Linked DNA regions of Rattus norvegicus: region 2 is linked to region 1. A link is a contact called in public Hi-C data. All regions are on one chromosome and are shown on one strand. The core of a region is the stretch at or near the end of the contact, and the rest is flanking DNA. Distances in the headings are between cores, read along the strand shown.

Evidence for each region. Hi-C and Micro-C count contacts between places; a contact is called where the count stands out from the background.
Region 2: a contact with region 1 is called in a Hi-C map of liver, with 2.8 times the contacts expected there. The contact joins two enhancer-like sites. A contact is called at or near these places in 7 of 12 Hi-C or Micro-C datasets (the Rat2 cell line, Schwann cells, kidney and 3 more).

What each region holds. Positions count from the first base shown.
Region 1 is chr19:72,052,851-72,058,793 of GRCr8, forward strand. All of the region lies in intron 1 of Pard3 (par-3 family cell polarity regulator), which reads left to right. Among named protein-coding and RNA genes, the nearest start is that of Pard3, 78 kb to the left of the region's middle. Within about 2 kb of position 1,636, at least 3 of the 93 cell types and tissues checked have an H3K27ac peak or open chromatin away from gene starts, as enhancers often do. A contact at or near this core is called in liver, where this site is marked.
Region 2 is chr19:72,098,482-72,104,741 of GRCr8, forward strand. The region is part of intron 2 of Pard3 (par-3 family cell polarity regulator); the gene reads left to right. Among named protein-coding and RNA genes, the nearest start is that of Pard3, 120 kb to the left of the region's middle. Within about 2 kb of position 5,005, at least 3 of the 93 cell types and tissues checked have an H3K27ac peak or open chromatin away from gene starts, as enhancers often do. A contact at or near this core is called in liver, where this site is marked.

The DNA.
Region 1 (5,943 bases), core at 386-2,885:
ACGGGATCAGGGCAGAACAGGGTTTGCTCTGTCTCTGCAACCTGGACGTTCCCTATGTGGGAGAGCTGGCCACTAGTGAGTTCATCTTTTTATTTGGATGAAGCTTACAAATGATTCTGTATGTCAGAGTTGTGTATTTCACTGTGAGTATATATGCTGGTGTGTGTGTGTGAGTGTGTGTGTGTGTATGTGATTGTGTGTATGTGAGTGTATGTGTATGTGTGTGTATATGTGAGTGTGTGTATGTGAGTGTGTGTGAGTGTGTATGTGAGTGTGTGTATGTGAGTGTGTTTATGTGAGTATGTGTATGTGAATATGTGTATGTGAGTGTGTGAGTGTGTGTGTGTGCCTGCGTGCCTGCCTGTGTGCATCTCATGGCACACACAGAAGTTCAGAAGTTGTCATGCTTGTGTGACAACTGTCCTTATCCAGTGAATCACCTGGCCCACCTTGAAGCACTCGCTATGTAATTTGGTTGGCTGCCATCTTTGGCAGTGTTCTCTAAATGTGTAGTCCAGGCTGACCCCAAACTCATGATGATCCTCCTGCCTCCACTTCCTTCAGCAAATCCTACAGGCATGTGCTACCACAACCAGCTGGAAGTGTTTTCTAAAAGGCTATTTTATTAATTGTAAGTTCCCTTCCTCCCTCCCTCTCCCTCCCTCTCTCTGTCTCCCCTCCTCCCTTCTTCCCTCCCCCTCTCCCTGAGGATGGAGTTAGACCACGTGCCAGCCCAGGAGGAGAGGCCGAGAGCACCCCACATCTTATCCTCAAACTGAAGGATACGTGAACAGCACTGGCAGGATTTTATTCTGGCATCAGCATATAGGATTTAGAGCAGAGAGAGGTGAGGCAAGGACAGAAAGAAAAATCTTAAGGACTTCAAAGTGCTCATAAATCATCTGTTTATAAACTTGGATCATATATATATATATTTTTTCAAACGAACCCATCTGCCTATTGACTTGTGTTCAGACTTGCATCAGCTCAGTGAATGCCAGCCATTTCAAAAGTCCAAGGGAGTCGCTCTATGCCTCCGTGTGTGCCTGGTTATAAAGGAATGACCCACTGGGGTCTGGCCAGGCATGCCCTGGCCACAGAGAGGGTGTTAGAAAGGAATGACTTTCACACTGTCACACAGAACCAGGCTTCTCCTTTCCTGCCTGCTCCAGTGGCTTCTGAGGTGCCCGTAGGCGTGTGTGCCTGCGGCCCTTGTGCCAAGGAGAGTCTTTCCATGACAGATTCACCCACTACACTGCATAAAATGGTATGGGGAAGTAAGTGTGTGTGTGTGTGTGTGTGTGTGTGTGTGTGTGTGTGCGCGCATCATACATGTTCATGAGCATGGGTAGGTATGTGGATGTCTCTTGGATGTTCTCTTTCAGGTTGTCCATTTTGGTTTTCTGAGACGGGATTTCTCTGGCTTATGGAGATAACCATGTAGGCTTGGGTGGCTGCCGGCCAGCCCTAGGGATCCACCTGTCCCCATCTCCCCCATAGCAGGATGGCAAGTGGGTGCTACTATCCTTGGTCTTAAGAGTCCTGGGGAATTGAAGTTCCGCCCCCCGCTGGCCAGGCACAGCACCTTTTTGACTGAGTTGCCTCCCTGGCTCAAGTTGGCTGAATTTTTTGCGGGCCAAAGGGCAAGCATGTTAGCTGTTGGTATTCTATCTAAGCTCCACCCCCACATGTACCTAGCAGCAGCCAGGTATGCTCCGCCCCACAGTTGCCTGGCAACAGCAAGGTATGCTCCGCCCCACAGTTGCCTGGCAACAGCCGGTTGTGCCTGACACTATATAAGGGGCTGCTTGACCCCCTCTTGCTCTCTCTTGCTCTTTGCTCTCTTCTCTTCCCTGCTCTTCCCCTTTGTCCCTTCTCTCCCCTTCCCCGCCTTCCCTCCACATGCTCATGGCTGGCCTTTGTTCCTCCTCTCTTCTACTCTTCTCTCGTTAAACCTCCCCACGTGGAAACATGTTAGCTTGGTGTGTTCTGTCTGGGAAGCGAGCCGAGATTTAGACCCCCAACATTAGTGATTTTGCATCAGTTCCTTACTGGACAGGTGGAGCCATAGCTGAGGGATTTTTGCTGTCCAAACCTACTAAGTTTGTTACCGACAGAGCAGATGCTGAAAAGGGAGGTCTGCGGACAGGCAGGGAAAGAGGCCCTTGAGGCCTCTGAGACTGCGCAGTTACAGAAGCCTTGGAAGTCTGTCCTCAGGGAGGGAAATGTAAGGCCGTGATGCCAGCATAGTAAACTGTGAGATGCAAGGCTGAGTTTTCAGATATCATTGCCTCTGTTTGCTCTAATGTGGGTCAAAAAATAGCCACAGCAGAGAGCTTTAGGAAATGGCATGGCTTCTGTGGACGACCGGAACATATTTTAGGCAGAAATCGTGAGCGATCCATTGATTATCCACAGAGAACTTTAAAGCTGCAAGGACTCAAACTCATTCCTATCTTTAGAAATTGATACATAGATACCACCTTTTCCTGTTATGGGGGAGTGTGGGCTCCCCACTGACCCCTCCAAGTGTTAGCCCAAGACAGCAGAATTAGTCACATCAGCCAGTCAGGTAAATAAATGCTGTTTCAGGAGCTGTGGCGACATCGCTTGTTTGCACAGTAACTTTTGTTTCTCAGTCATGGGAAACCTGTCATCCTGTTGGCCCCAACTGTATACCTCCCTTAGTGTGTCTGGGTTGCCCTGGCAGGTAACTACTGGTTAACTAACTGGTAGCTACTGATTAACTAACTGATAACTTCTGGTTAAGCTGATAGATCTGAGGATTCCTCGGTGTCTTTAAAGACAGATTGACATTGAATATTTAAGTCTTCTCAAAAGATTTCACAGCATAAAACAGGTTCACATGGCTGAGAAGCCTAAGTCCCCCTTTGATGATCTTGGCTCAGGTTTCTGAGCAGTGACTAGAGGCCCAGAGCTATTTGAAATACTTTAGTTTTTGAAGCTTGCATCTCATAGTTGAATTGCACAGATAATCACAATACCTACCTTTCTCTCTCTCTCTCTCTCTCTCTCTCTCTCTTTCTTTCTTTCTTTCTTTCTTTCAGGTAGCCTAACCATCTATCATCTTTTTCCTGAGACTGGGTCTTACTCTCAGGCTGGACTCTTAACTCATTATTCTCCTACCTCAGCTTCCTGCATACTGCGAGGACAGGGGTGTGCTAGCCATTTCCCCCATTTTAAACTACTTTAAACTATTGGGTTCATTGAACCCTTCTTGCGCCTATGCAAATTAGGTACTGCTGCATTTCTCTGAGTGAAAACTAGGGAAATGGCCGTGAAGCGTTTCCTCTGACTGTCCTTACATTTAGCTCCTAGGCGTCCATTTTCATGCCTGAGAACCTGTGAAGCTCACAAAACAGAAATTGCCATGCCTGGCTTGGGTGTTGTCTCCTTAGTCTTGCTTTGTTCTTTGGCCCACAGCATCCAGTAGACTGCGGGATGTGTCTGCTGGTTAGGGCTAGGGTTACCGTTGCTGTGATGAGACACCATGACTAGAGCAACTTGGGGAGGAAAGGGTTTATATGGCTTAGGCTTCAGTGTCACTGAAGGAAATCAAGGACAGAAACTCAGACAGAGCAGGAACCCTCGGGCAGGAGCTGATGCAGAGGCCACAGAAGAGTGCTACTTCTCTCTACTAGCTTGCTCCCTATGGCTTGCTCAGCCAGCTTCTTTTAGAACCCAGGGTGACCCCAACTATAATAGGCTGGGCCCTCCCCCGCCAATCACTAATTAAGAAAACGTCCTACAGGTTTAGCTACAGTCTTACAGAGGCTCCTCCTCTGAGATGACTCTGGCTTGTGTCAGGTTGACACAGAACTCTCCTGACAGAGTGTGTGGGATTGCTTGTGGGAGGTAGCCCATTGACAGTGCTCCTTTCCATCTTTTGTCTTGAAATTACACATAATAAATGTGCAAATCCATGTCACGTGCCAAATATTAAGATCCTTGCTTTATGAAAACCGACCCATTTGATTAGTAAACATCTTATTGACGTTTCTGCATCTTTGAAATTTTTTTCTTTTTGGGTGTGTGCACCCTGCTTACCGAAGTGGCAATCAGGTTGTTTGAATATTTGATTGGGATCAGGGACAGGATAGGCGGTTACTTATAATTCAGTACTTTACTGAAAAGTTTAGACGAAGTCATTAGAAGACTTAGAATTCTTTTTTTCTGACAGATTTAGAAATACAGGAGCATCTTAAAGGAGCAAGAGTCAACAAAATCAGAACGGAGCTGAGTGGTAGAATTCTTATCTGTCTGCTGGGGTCTGGGCTCTACTTCAGTACTGCAAAGAAAAGACTTCTCCAGTAAGATGAGGTGTCGGAGGAGTGGAGGGAAATAGGCAAGAGAATGGGGGGTGGGGGGATGGGCAAGCTGTTTAAAGCAAGCATGGGTTGGAAAGTCGAGTGTGTGTGTGTTTGTGTGTGTGTGTGTGTGTGTGTGTGTGGTGTGTGTCTGAAGGTTGACTTTTATCACTGTCCACTTTGCCTTTTTAACTGCTAGTTGCATGCACACACACACATGTATGCTCAACATTAGCGTGTGCCAACCAGAGGGATTGGCAGCAGGAGTCAGCTCTTTCCTTCCAACCTGCACCCTCTCACCAGTCCTCAGGTTCTGAGTCAGATTTTCTCCCTTGAACCTGGTCCTTGTCATTTCAGCTGGTGTCTGGATTCATAGTCCCCGTATGATTTTTCTGTTTCTGCCCTCTAGCACCTGGTTACATAGCTTCCTACTCTGCCCAGTGCTTACATAGGTGCAAGGGATCCCAACTCAGGACCTTACACTGCAAACACCTTTACACATGGAGATATTGTCTCAGCGCCCCCAACCATGGTGTAATTTCCCACCACAACACATTTTTTTTATCTTTATTAAATTGGGTATTTCTTATTTACATTTCGATTGTTATTCCCCTTCCCGGTTTCCGGGCCAACATCCCCCTAGCCCCTCCCCCTCCCCTTCTATATGGGTGTTCCCCTCCTCATCCTGCCCCCATTACCACCCTCCCCACAGCAATCACATTCACTAGGGGTTCAGTCTTGGCAGGACCAAGGGCTTCCCCTTCCACTGGTGCTCTTACTAGGCTATTCATTGCTACCTATGAGGTTGGAGCCCAGGGTCAGTCCATGTATAGTCTTTGGGTACACAACACATTTTTTAAAGATGTATTTATTATATGTATATGAGTACACTGTCCTCAGACACACCGGATCCCATTACAGATGGTTGTGAGCCACCATGTGGTTGCCAGGAATTGAACTCAGGACCTCTGGAAGAGCAGTCAGTGCTCTTAACCACTGAGTCATCTCTCCAGCCCTGAATTTTTGTTTTTTAACCTTAAAAAGTTACGTAGAAAAACTTAAATTGTATTATTAGCTTTATAGAAGCTTAAAGTTGATCATTTTCTCTTGAACGCTTTAGTCATTCACACTTCAGGTTAAAGTATTTGAATGCAATCATGATGTTTACTTTAAGAGTGTTTTTGCCCTGATGGACTCAAGAGCGCTTTTTTTTTTTTTTTTTTTTTTTTTTTTTTTTTTTTTAATTCTGCAGAATGGGACACATCTGCTTACGCTCACAGACTGCCATCTGCTGGTGGCTTGGGTTTGGACACTAGTAAGAGACCTGTCTCCAAAATAAAGTTGGAGCAGAAACTTAGCAACAGGGTTTCAGTAGCCTGAGCAGAGCCCCAGGCTTTTTCCTGTGTCACCCAGAAAGCAAGGAGCTGCTTAAGGCAAGAGAGCTGTCACTGTAGCCTGAACACTGTAACCAAGCCTGCAGCCCCAGGATTGTCTGTCTGTCTCACTGGAATCAATACCTGAGTTTATTTTAAAGCACTGTGTGCCAGGATGAGACAAGATTTATGAGGTGGTTGTGTTTTCATTTTTCTCTGGCTGGGAACTAGCTGTGAAAATG
Region 2 (6,260 bases), core at 3,755-6,254, 49 kb after region 1:
ATTTGTATGGATGATTCTGTGAAAAGTTTGCACCATCTTGACACCAGCAACTTGAACAGTTACCCAGTTAGTACCTGTGGGATCCTGGGATCAGTCCCCCATAGATGCTGAGGACTCAGTGCATTGCTAAAGGCTCTTAATGTGCTCAGCAAAGGGTCAGTGGACTTTTGGGTTCAGAAGAAGTGTTTGTTACTTAACAGGAAAGAAGCAAAAGTATTAAATGCTTAATTCACTTTTTTTTTCAGCACATGTACAGAAAGGGAAATGGTAAGCAGAACATGAGTAGTCAGAGTCAGATTATGATTTTGGAAGAAAAAGCTAAGGATCAGAATGTTCTGAGGATCTGCCCTGGGGAGTTTTCTACATCTCAGACCTGAGGGGAAACTTGGTTTCTAGGTAGGCAGAGTGTGGAAATGTGTGCTGTGTGCCGACGTGGCTGCTCGGCGTCCTCACGTTAATGAGCATCTTGGGAGGAGATTATGGTGGAAGGTGCCGAGGTTTTGAGTCTGATACATGAATAGATTCAGTGGCATCAAGGAAGTGGTGTCTAAGAAGTAGATAGATGTGCTTGGGTCTGACCTAAACTTCGCTAATATTAGCAATATAGGCATTCTGCTGGCCCATGAAGCCATCTTGTCAATCATTTAAGCAGCTGTGTATTGCTGTAGATTCGTGGGTATTTTCCCATGGAAAGGCAGAGAGCTTCTTGTATCCTGAATGGCAACTTAGCTCTGTGCCCACCTCTCAGGACACTTTTCAATGCCAACCATTCCTGTCATTCGGTGTTGCTGTGAGGGGGAGGATCGTTTGAGAGACGCTGTTATCTTTCATGCATTAGTTGTTTTTATCCTCACATTCTTTTCTTTGAAGATCCTTTTCAAGAAGTGAGCAGCGGGGTTCTCCGATAGGTCTTTGAACTGTTTTATTTTTTTCCCCACAATTTTACCGGCGGCTCCCCACCCCCAGGTTTTTCCTCACCTCACCTCATTAGAACCACGCCGTCCGGCCCGTATTTCTTATAAGGTTATCAGTATTCACAATAAACCAATTAGTAAGAACAAGGTGCAGTTGTGGAGTGGAAACGTCTGGTTTCTTTGGAAAGCCGGTTATGCCAAATAATGTTTTGCCCAGGGCACACAGGGGAAAGGATGTTTTGCTATAGCAGACTCACGAAAGGATGTGTGATGTTTAGAAAGATTGTGAATATGACCCCGCAGACAGTGGGGGACTCAAGCATTGGTTTGGTTTGCTTTGCTTCGCCTCACTAGCATTGATGACACGCGTGTATTGGTTTGCCTTGCCTTGCATTGCTGAACTCCACTTGTGGTGGCTTTGCAGAGAAAAATGCTCACCAAAGAACTTCTCGTAAGGTTCCTGTGGCTTCTTGCTGCTTCCACGTATTTGGCAAGACTTAATGGTTTCTTCTGGGTTGAACCACCCTTGCTGATTTTTGTGTGGGGAATGCCAAGTAGACTGAGCTGCAGTTGCTGGTTCGTGTTTGGAGTTTGCTAGTGGGCTGGGCTGAGAACCACACAGATTGGAATCTCCCCCAAAGAACTATTACTAAACAGATCAGCTTCCTAATAATCCTTCTTTTTCACTACCTCTGATGGGTGGTGAGCTTGAGGGGAGGTTGAACCCTTATTTAAGTTGGTTGAGAAAAATATGTTCCTGTAGATTGTCTTTTGAGCTCATGTCTTGTGTTACTGGGGCACAGCGTATGACCATCCCCCTGTGACCAGTGCTCATGCCGGCACACCATGCACTGCCTCTTCCTGGAGTCTTAATTTTGCCCTGAAGTTGCATCTGACAGTCATTAGGGTCAGAGGTGGCAGAATCTGTGTTTTGGCCAAATGCTGTGGACACACTATGGCTTTCTCAGTGTCCTGTGGGGCAGCCTAGCCAGACGCCAAGCATCTCTGTGCATTCTCCTTTGCCCAATCTAAGTACCTTCCTCTTTCTTCGAAGAGTGTCAGCGCTTGGACATGGCTAGGCCCTCGAGGCTGTGCTTACTCCTTCCAGAGTTCATTGTGGGAGCTGCTAGTTCCTAAGGAGTGTACTGGCTGGCTTTATCAACTTAACACAAACTGAAGTTATCACAGAGAAAGGAACCCCCCTTGAGAAAATACCTCCAGGAGACCCAGCTGTAAGGCATTTTCTCAATGAGTGATCAAGGGGAGGGGGCACCCAGCCCATTATGGGTGGTGCCATCCCTGGACTGGGAGGCTTGGGTTCTATAAGAAAGCAAGCTGAGCAAGTCAGGGGGAGCAATGCAGTATGTAGCATCCCTCCATGGCCTCTGCCTTAGCTCCTGCCTCCTGCCCTGTTTGAGTTCCAGTCCTGACTTCCTTTGGTGATGAACAGCCATGTGGAAGTGTAAGCTGAATAAACCCTCCCCAACCTGCTTCCTGGGCATGATGTTTTGCTCAGGAATAAAAACCATGACTAAGACAAGGAGTTTTTGTCTAAAGAGAGAAAGGAGTTCAGTCCTTTCCGGTGATGACTACCGATCTCTGGGGAATCGAGGAAGTCATTATTGAGTATTGGGGTGGAAGCTCCTGGGACTCATCGCTGTCCGGTCACACTGATGCTTATGAGATTCTGCCCCCACACTTGGAGCATACTTTGTACTCTCCAAAATTAAGCAGCCTATTCCAGCCCTAGGCACCTTTCCCCTCATTATCCTCTCCTCAGAGCCCACCCTAGCAAGTCTTTAGCCATCACACCCGCACCTCACCACCGCCACCTCCTTTAGCCGACAGCTTTTAAACAGTTTCCCAGACAAATCTGCTCTCGAGCTTGTGCAAGCTCCTCTGTGTGGTTGAGGAGTTTGACCCATCACTGTAGGTGGGGCGGTACTTAGGCCTGGACTGACTTACTCCCCTTACCCCGGATATGGATGTTCATTTGATGCTGTTTGGGAACCCGTGAGCACCCACAGGGGCATCATCTCCTTGGCCCATTTGAGTGAGGTCATCGAACAGCTTCTGGGAGCAGTGTGGGAAGGGTAGGTTATTGTGGGGGTGTCTGCCGGAAGCCTCTCTGCCTTGGTTTTGATCCCACTGTTTTGATCACACAACTACACTGAGAAGTGCAAGACTGACAAGGAAGGGTTGGGAAGAACAACAGGGATAATGGGGTTTTTTTTGGGGGGGGGTTCCGAGATGCCTGGATGAGGGAGGTGGTCAATTAGTAGCTTTGCCTGGTGCTTCCAAATCCAGAATGTGATGGGCCTAAGGACATGAACGTGGTACAGCTTCAGTGATAGCCAGGCCTCTCCTTAGTACACACTCAGACCTTTGCACAGCCAGCCTCGGGTGGGGCCCCCCCAGCACGTGCTCAGTGTGACTTAGTGCTAAGGTTCCCCTCTCCTGGGAACATGGTGGCTCTGCACAGGACAAGGGCTGCTTCATGGTGTCTCAGGTCCTAGATTAGAGCTGTGTGTTAGCCCTGGAACTGCACAGGTGTCCCCGTTCTACTTAAGGAGAACCAAGTGGCACTTTGGTTTGTGGAGCAGCTGTGTGCCGAGAAGGATTTGGGAGTCATCTACGCTAGGGGGTTTTGTTAGCGTCTTGAAGACTGTTGTCACATTAGGTTGGCTGAGGAGAACTCCCAGGTCCCTTGAGGACTAGGTTGGTGGTCCCAGTGGTCACTTAGCACCACTGTGGTGGCTCCAGACTTCTTCAGTTCCTGCTCTCGGTTTGTTTGTTTTAGGGTAAGGGTTGGACCTCCTGCTTCATTTTCCCAAGCGCTAAGGTTATAGCTTTATACCACCATGCCCAGATTCCCTTTATGCCCTCCCTGTGTGTAGTCACCTTTGACTCAGGAGGTAACACCTTGACTAACTTGTGAAAGGCAGAGAAACAGCTGGCTTGAGTCCCTTTTAGGAAGGAGACTCAAGGGTGCTCAGTATTAAGGGAAAGAGGCCAGCAGTAGGTAAGGTTCCTTCTTTCCTTGGACCGAAAGAAAGACTATGTGGAAAGTGTTACTGCATTGATTTTTGCCATTTGCCTAGTTCCATGGAGGGCAGATGAGGAGTGTGTCTCCATGTAGTCTGTAGGTGCCATGTTTCTCTGCACGTGGGCGGACATAGAACTTCCCCCATGCAGACTGGATGGTGATTGCAGCCGCTTAGCCACTCAGTGCACCCGCTGCTGAAGTGTGGTCAAAGTATGCTTGCTTTTTGCCTCCTCCCTTTGTGTGTGTGTGTGTGTGTGTGTGTGTGTGTGTGTGTGTGTGTATCCATCTGTCTGTCTGTCTGTGTGTACATGCATGCATCCATCCATGTCTTAGTCAGGGTTCTCTAGAGTAACAGAACTTATGGGTAGTCTCTATATAGTAAGAGAATTGGTTGATGACTTACGTCTGTAGTCCAACTCCCCAACAATGGTCAGCAGCAGCTGTGAATGGAAGTCCAAGGATCTAGTAGTGGCTTGGTCTCACGAGGCAGGCAGGCGGGCAAAAAAGAGAGAGACGCTTCCTTCTTCCAATGTCCTTATGTAAGTCTCCAGCAGAAGGTGTGTCCCAGATTAAAGGTGTGTCCCACCGTGCCTGGGTCTGGGACTTGTTTTGTCCCAGATGACCTTGAACTCAGAGCTCCTGGGATTCATAGCCACTTTGCCTCAAGATCTCCATAGCAAGATCCAGGTCAGAAACTTGTATCTCCCAGCCTCAAGATCAGGATCAAAGGTGAACCTTCCAATTCTGGATTATAGTTCATTCCAGATATAGTCAAGTTGACAACCAGGAATAGCCACTCCAATCTGTCTGTCTGTCTATGCACACATAGACATTTTTCCATCTTCTGACCTAAGTGGTGGTAGCATACTGAGCTGGCTAGCAGAAGAGTTTCCAAAACTGAACTCTTTAAGTCTCAAGAGTTTGCTATGCCATCTCTAATCATCAAGCCAACTAGAAAGACAGTGTCCTTTCTGTTTCTCCCCCAGCCTGCAGTGGAGTGCTGCGGTATCCTGCCCCAGACCTCTGGAGATAGCTGGAGCCTATTAGCTGTGTGACTGAAGTGCAATAAGAGTAAATATTTGTGCAAAGTCAAGCCAGCCCTGGCTGCCTGGATAGCGGTTTGTCGGCAGCTGTGAATCCTTTGAAGTCCTGAAGTCTGCTGAACTGTGCCATCCCTCTCAGCCTTTGCAGCTCCGTTGGCATATTTAAAGCTGATGACGTTGCTTTCCTGTTTTTGGAGGACTTGTCAGTGGCTATACGTTTACCCTGGCTACTGTCCAAGGAGCGGTAGGAATTCTGACCTAGCCAGGAAGTGTTAAAGGATAGGCCATCTGAAACAGTTGGGTGTCTGTTACAGTGTCACCTGTGGAAAGGCACTATTTCCATATTTTTGTATCTTGTTTGGATTGTGTAATGTCACGGGAGTCTTATCAAAGACACCTAGCAGCATCCCCAACGTACACTATAGCTCTTGGTGAGGGGAGTAACTCCGATTACATCAATATTAAAAAATAAGCTATCAAACATTCATGAGGGTTGGTGGATTTTCTTTCAAGAATGTCTTTGAAGCTGACTTAAAATTGTCATAGCTGTTATGATGGCTGCATATGTGTTTGAAGATGATAAAACACCAACCTTCAGTCTGTTTAAGTCAGACGCAGTCCTCATAACCTGTGCACAGGCTCATGGTGACCCTGGGATGAGGAAAGTTTTTCTGTTGATAAACACATATTTTTTGAGTATTTATGTGAGAATTACATATTGTGTTTCTCTCTGGAATTGATGCATGTCTGCACGTATCCTGAAACTGTAGGGACCCCTGTGACCCTGCTCCTCGACATCATTCTTGGAAATTTTAATATAGGCTATGGAGGCAGCAGCTATATTCCACCACAGTGTCTGCCTTCTGCACAGTCCTTTGCGGGTTGCTTGCCCCAGCTCACTCATCCCAGGATTTCTCTCGAATAGCTCTTGTCAACCATTAATAGTCACTAGAAGACAGCAAGCAAAGCCCCTCACCTTTTCACGGCAGCTGGAAATCACAAGTAATTAGGGCTACAAGGAGCTTTTGGGAATGTGAGCTCTGGCAGCAGTTTGATTTTGTGTCAGGTAGAAGTCTGCTCCTGTGCACTCAAAGGGAAAACATCTTTCAAAGTTTCCATTTTCACGGCCGTTCCTGTTTTATGTGGTAGACTGCAGAATAACTCCAGGCTTAGGGAATATTTGTAAGGCTGCTGAACTTGCTAAAGCTTCGCCTGACAGACTCTCACAGTCTCTTTCCTTATGTTCTCTACATTTTT